2 separate regions of the Drosophila melanogaster genome follow, and region 1 is linked to region 2. A link is a contact called in public Hi-C data. All regions are on one chromosome and are shown on one strand. Each heading gives the region's core, a stretch centred on a gene start, on an enhancer-like site or on the middle of the called end of the contact. The rest is flanking DNA. Distances are from core to core; before and after follow the strand shown.

Region 1 (2,907 bases), core at 135-2,634, 170 kb after region 2:
TGCAATAAAACGAGAAATTTGCCTATCGCTAATCAAGAAGGTCGATTGTCTTGGCAGCTGAAAGTTGCTACCATAATCCATCGGTCTGATCCCAAGTTCGGTATGCCATTAACGAACCCACCGGACGTGGACACCATCCAACAACGTCCAGCTCAATTTCTGCGCTAACTTTTCTGTTTTTTTTTTTTTATTCCACCAATTTGTTGTTGCGTTTTATTTTTGCCATTTTATGCGGCTGTTGTTGCGAATTGCTTGGCAGGCGAGCATCGATCAATTGCAAATAGAAAACAAATCTCCAATCAGCCGGATTGCTCCCATGGATATGCCCATGGGTGGAGCATCGAAAAGAGGGGGAAGGGGGCTCAGCTAGATGGGTTGCGGGTGGGCAATTGGCAACAAAAAACAAAAAAAAAAAAGAGACACCAAACGCAGCGATGCTGCGAAAGAAAGTGTTAAGACCAATTTGGAATATTCGCTGGTGAAATTTAAATCATTTTCAAATTTAATTACCGGCAAATAAACGTTTGACATTCCACACCGCACCGCACCGCACCAGACATTCCGTCGACTGTCACCTGTAGCTCAAGCTCCAGCTCAAGCTCACCTGTGGATTCCGATTCCGGCTGCAAAGATTTCAGTTTTCAGTTGCCCCACCTGTTGCCCCATTCAGTTTTTGGATGGCAGCTCGAATTCGAAGTCGGATTCGGGTGTGGCACTCCCAGTGAGTGAGGCATTCCGATTCCGGCTACAGACCCCCATTTATGTGGCCATTTCATTTGGATGGATGGATGATCGCCTGGCGTGGCCAAAAGATCTCAGCCAGAGTCGTTCATTGAGAAAACGCAATGGGTAGCCGGATGAGAACACTGCGAGAAACTGGCGATTACTTAAGTGCTATTGCTTAAAATATTACATTAAACGAAGGGTTTATTTAAATTCACAATGTTTAAGCCAGCTCACTTTCTGATTTGGTATTTCAAAATAAATATCTTTAGCTGAACTTAAGAATACCCAAATAGTTCTATAGCATTTTAATAAACCTTTAACTATTTTAACGTAGCTTATTATAGCTTAAAATAAATTATTCGAATTGGAAAGTATATTTAAATATATTCATGATATCCTATTTAGTTGAATAGGCTTCAAAATGTTCGCCCACATATGGGTTAAGGACTTTCGGAATGTTGGCCTACTTATTCGGTTTCGCTATCTTCCTCCCCGCTGATCCTGTCCTTCATCCGCCCTTGATCTTGGTTTTCATTCATCCCGGCACACACACACACGCACAAGCTCCATTTTGAGAGAGAGAAAAAGCGTGCAGAGAGAGTGGAAAATAGAGAGAGCTAGAGAGCGAAAGGAGCAGGCGACATTTCTTCGATTGCGCACTTGTTGCTTTAGTTCGTTTCATTTCGTCTCGCTGCCGCATTAAGAGCCGCTTTTCGCTTCGGTGCGTCTGCGAAGGGGCGGAAGGTGGTGCTGAGAAGAGGGGGGTGGCGAATGGTGGGAGAAAGGCGATGGAAGGGGCAAGGAAGGAGCTGCCGTAGAAGCCGGAACTGGCCGCTAACGCATCGCAACGCAATGCGGCGACGAAAGTTGCGCCGCTTTTTTGGGCTGGCCAACAAAAAACCAGACGGCTCCAAAAGAAATGGGAGAAAAAAGCAAAAAAAAAAAGACGAAGCTAAAAAGAAGCTAAACTGCAGACGCAGGCGGAAGAAGAAGCGGCGGCGGCGGCGGCAAAAGTAGCAACCTTCGAGGATGTCCAGTTTCATTCCAGTCCGGTCGTGAAAATGCCGCGCAACTCGTTTCGCAATAAAGAGAAAGTGTCCAGCGGATCGCGCTGTTCGTTCTGGCGATCGTAAAGAATAAATTTGCAGGCTATTAAAATGTTTCCTGTTTCCACTCACCACCGCTCAACGCTCCCCGCTCTCACCCGCTCTTTTCCGCATCCACTTCGCCACCCCGAAAATTTCGCTCTCCGCGGCGAGAAAGTTGCCTGGAAATCTGGAAATCTGCATCCATGCGACAAGTGAAAACAAGATGCAGCCAAAAATACCTACTCCCGTTCCCCAGACTCTATATATTTCCATACAAGCCTGCAAATATGTGTATGTATATGCTTACATACATAGGTATGTGCGCATTGGAAGGCGTTGACTGGACTTTACTGGCAAACGGACGTTATAATTGATAAGAGCGACTAACTCACCCGCGCTCTTGAGAGCAAGGGGAAATGGAACGGCGGCTGATTAAGTTCCAATATTAAACTGCTGAAAAGAGATGGCATCGCCTTGGAAAACCGCTAATCTTTCGGTGCTAGCGATTACAGGAAGTAATGGAAAGGTGTAGGAAAACATATCTTGGTTCTGAAATTGTATACTTTTTATTTAAATAATTTAATTGGTTATATTGTAATTAAATGTCACGACAACTGCTACTTTTTCCCGCTCAAATCCACTCCTATATATGGCTAAAATCGAGCCAAGTGCTCAGTAATGTCATTTATTTCCAGCTACCCGATAATGACCCAGCCACAGCTATTCCCATAGAATTCTGTGGCAATAAGAAGGCGCCTTATCCGCAAAAACATCCGAATCCGTTGCGTTCCGATTTGTTGTGCACTCGAAGAAACAACTCTCAATATTTAATAGTAAAAATAATTTTAAGATCAAGGAATACTTTAGAACCCTAGATTAAGACACTTAAATAGTGTGATGGCACTTACTGAGATCTCCAAGACTTCCAAAACTAAAGTTATTGCACCACTGTGTGCCAAGATTTTTTAGAGTGTACTTATTGCTGACTGCTAATGTCGCATGTTGCTCGCGGAGATGGCGCAGTGCCATCGAAAACAGTTCCAGCTACAGCGCAACGGAGATCGAGCGTCTGAACCCGCCGGAAGATCAACGA
Region 2 (3,024 bases), core at 146-2,645:
GCTCCGACCTGTTATCAAAGCCTTTGCCATTGTCCTTGGCGTTGCGTTCTTATCACCGGCGTATCGGAGGGAATATATGATTTTTTTTTCGGCCAAGTGGTTCTAGTGGTAAATATGAGGCGGTGGGTGGTTTCGGGGGGTTTGGGGGAACGGCGGTTGGTGATGGGCGCAGAGAAGGCGGGAGGCGGGGGGGAACACGTTTCGTTATTTTTTGTTTTATAGCGAAATTCCTCTAGCTATAAATGTATGCATACATATATGCTATTAACTTTTCGTTTAGCTCAATTTTTTGTTTGTATTTTTAATTATAACTCGGTTTGTCTAGTGTGTAATTAAATTAAAAGTCCAATGCTAATTCCCCAGCGAATCGTTCAGTGTTTGTTCAAACGAGTTGTGCTCTTTAAACACTTTTGGCTTATCCTTTCATTTAATTTTTGTTTGTTTTCCTTGCGTTGTTATATGTCCAAATAAAAATGAAAGTTTGAATTGTTTTTTTTTAGTAATTTAGTTTTAACTGTAATGTCAAATGTCAAGAGGTATACTCTGTATAAGAATAATAATGTGTAATGTAATTTTTAGAACTTGCTAATCTCTAGCAATTAAAACATAGCCTGTAATTAACAATAATTAATTATAATAACCAGTAACAGTTCATGCAAATGAAACCTTAATAAATAATAAATTATATAAAAGAAGATGGAAGTGTTTTCAATCAATGAAGTTACTTCCTATTTTCAGGAGTTGGAATGTTACACTTTTTTATAAGCTGATTTGAAATGCGCGCCACATTATATCTGCCTTGCGCGCACGCATTGCAGCCGAATAACGGCGAATTAACTCCCCTCAGAGGTGAGTTTGAACTATCGATTATAATCGATTGCATTCGGAAACAAAAAACACCTTGAGTTTGGTCAGATCGGTTTTGCGCGGGATAAATAATAAAATATTAAATGTTTTCTTTGTTAACATTTCGCTGTGCATGCTGTCTGGGTACACATATACAGCCTATCGCCTTGGCTCACTAAGCCCATGGCTCAGATGTCCATTTGGACTAACATTTTGTGTGAGTAATTGAATAATAAGAATTACGGAGCTCGGACTTGTAATGGCCGAAGTACTACTGCCGCAATGCTTGGTTCACGTTAAAAAGAATCAAGTGCAACAAATTTAATTGTATTTAACTATTTTATAACCGCGCAGCAAAGTAATGGTTAATTCTGCTTTTAAATAGTTGACAGTTACAAGCGAAACATAGAAGCCGCGCAGGTTCCTATCGATACCATCGCTGGGTCATCGATTATTTGTCCAGCTCTACAGGTGAAACGAGCGTTGGCGATTCCGATTCCGATTCCAATTCCGATTCCAAATTCGACTCCGGACTCGAATCCGATTTGAATCAGATTCCAATTCAGTGTGGTGAAGAGCGAACCGGAGTGCGGACGGTACGGACGCGAAATCTGTTAAGGCGGGCCGCAAAGCAAACGCTCGAAAAACGCAAAATTTGTCGATTGTCCGTTCCGCTTTTTTCTTGTGTCTGTGCTTTGCGTCGCGTGCCTGCGTGTACGTGTAAGTGTGCGTGCGCCTGTGTTTGTTTTTTGTTATTTTTTTTATAACCAACGACAACAACAGAATAGAAGTAAATAAAATACACAAATTAACGGTGTATATATTTAAATGTTTTGGTTTTTTTTAGTGGCGTGCCGAATGAGCAAAATTTGAGAAAAACGCAGTGGAAAACGTAAGAAATGCTGAAATAAAGCTTAAAGTAAAAGCAGAAATTGAGAGTTGTTTGTGTGTGTGTGTGTATGTGTGTGCAATAATAATAACAAAAAATGTTGGCCGAGGGGGGCAGACAGACACAGAGCGAGAGAGGTAGAAGCAACACCTACGCAGCTTTTTTATGTATTATTTCGTTTTTTGGCATGCCGCTGCTTTCTCTCTTTCACACGCAGCCTCATTTGAATATTTTGTTGTTGTGCGGCAAATTTCTCCACTTCCTGTTTCTCTGACGGCATTCAATTTTGGGGGATCATTTTGGCTTGTTTCATAAAATCTCTATTAATGCTGACAATAAGTTGCGAAAAATTTCCAGTCGCATTAAAAAAACTTGTCCCACATTTAACAATAAATAAGAGGTGAAGAAATACGTTTTTAAAAACTTGTTTTGTTTTTGTGTTTTATGTGCCGAGATCATAAAGCTCTCTCTCTCCCTCTCTCCCTCTCTCTCTCTCTTGCTCTTCTCTCTCGACCAGAAGGAAAAAGATCAATCAAATCAATCTGCTCTGCTCTTCTTCTGTCTTCCTCTCTTTGCAACAAAGTTGAAGGTCTTTTCTGCATGACAACGTTGCCAAGCGCAGAAAGCAACAACAAGACAGTGCAACAATAACAAAACATACACAGAACAAAATTAGAGTAGCTTAAAAGGGAACTCCTAAATTAAATTAGTCCTACAGCAGGATTACCAATTCATTACAAGTCTATTCAAAAGATACAAGGACAACATCTTTAATTTTCCAGAAGATATGATACTTGTCAATACAATTTGAATTTTGTGCCGTGTATCGTTTTGATTTCGCAAAACTGGTTTTCAGACGTTTAGTTTTATTTGTTCTTCATATTTATTTGGTTTTTTTGCTGGCTGCGATATTTTAAATATTTCAATGACGTCAGCGCAGGCTAAATTATTGATCAGCAGTATTTTTTTGCAACTGCACAAGACAGTGCAATTAATTAGCACTTGTCTGCGAATTAGATTTAAATGAATTTAATGCATTGCTTAATCACACAGTTCCAGGAATGAAAACTTAAGTAGAACGGGTATTTCAATATTATACTTTACTGCTAGATAAGTAAAATAATTGATATTGATTTATTAAGCAAAGTCTTAACAGTGGTTTTTAAATCTCAAATGTTCAATCAAATTTGCATTTGCCTAGTTCCACTGTGCAGAAATATAGAAACAAGTCGCAGAAAAATATGAAAAAATAGGAACTGAAGCTTTCGGCGCAAGCGCAAAGTGTTGGA

The links. Hi-C and Micro-C count contacts between places; a contact is called where the count stands out from the background.
Region 1: a contact with region 2 is called in a Hi-C map of the Kc167 cell line, with 2.2 times the contacts expected there. The contact joins the promoter of Karl here to the promoter of Ptp10D in region 2. A contact is called at or near these places in 7 of 107 Hi-C or Micro-C datasets (the Kc167 cell line, the S2 cell line, cellular blastoderm embryo and 2 more).

Annotation. Positions count from the first base shown.
Region 1 is chrX:11,785,997-11,788,903 of dm6, forward strand. It overlaps Karl (karl,), which reads left to right and starts at 1,385. Exons shown (of 5, transcript NM_001298208.1): 1 at 1,385-2,340; 2 at 2,775-2,907.
Region 2 is chrX:11,620,620-11,623,643 of dm6, forward strand. It overlaps Ptp10D (Protein tyrosine phosphatase 10D), which reads left to right and starts at 1,396. Exons shown (of 13, transcript NM_206691.3): 1 at 1,396-1,738. It overlaps Met (Methoprene-tolerant), which reads left to right. Exons shown (of 2, transcript NM_001298203.1): 2 at 1-661.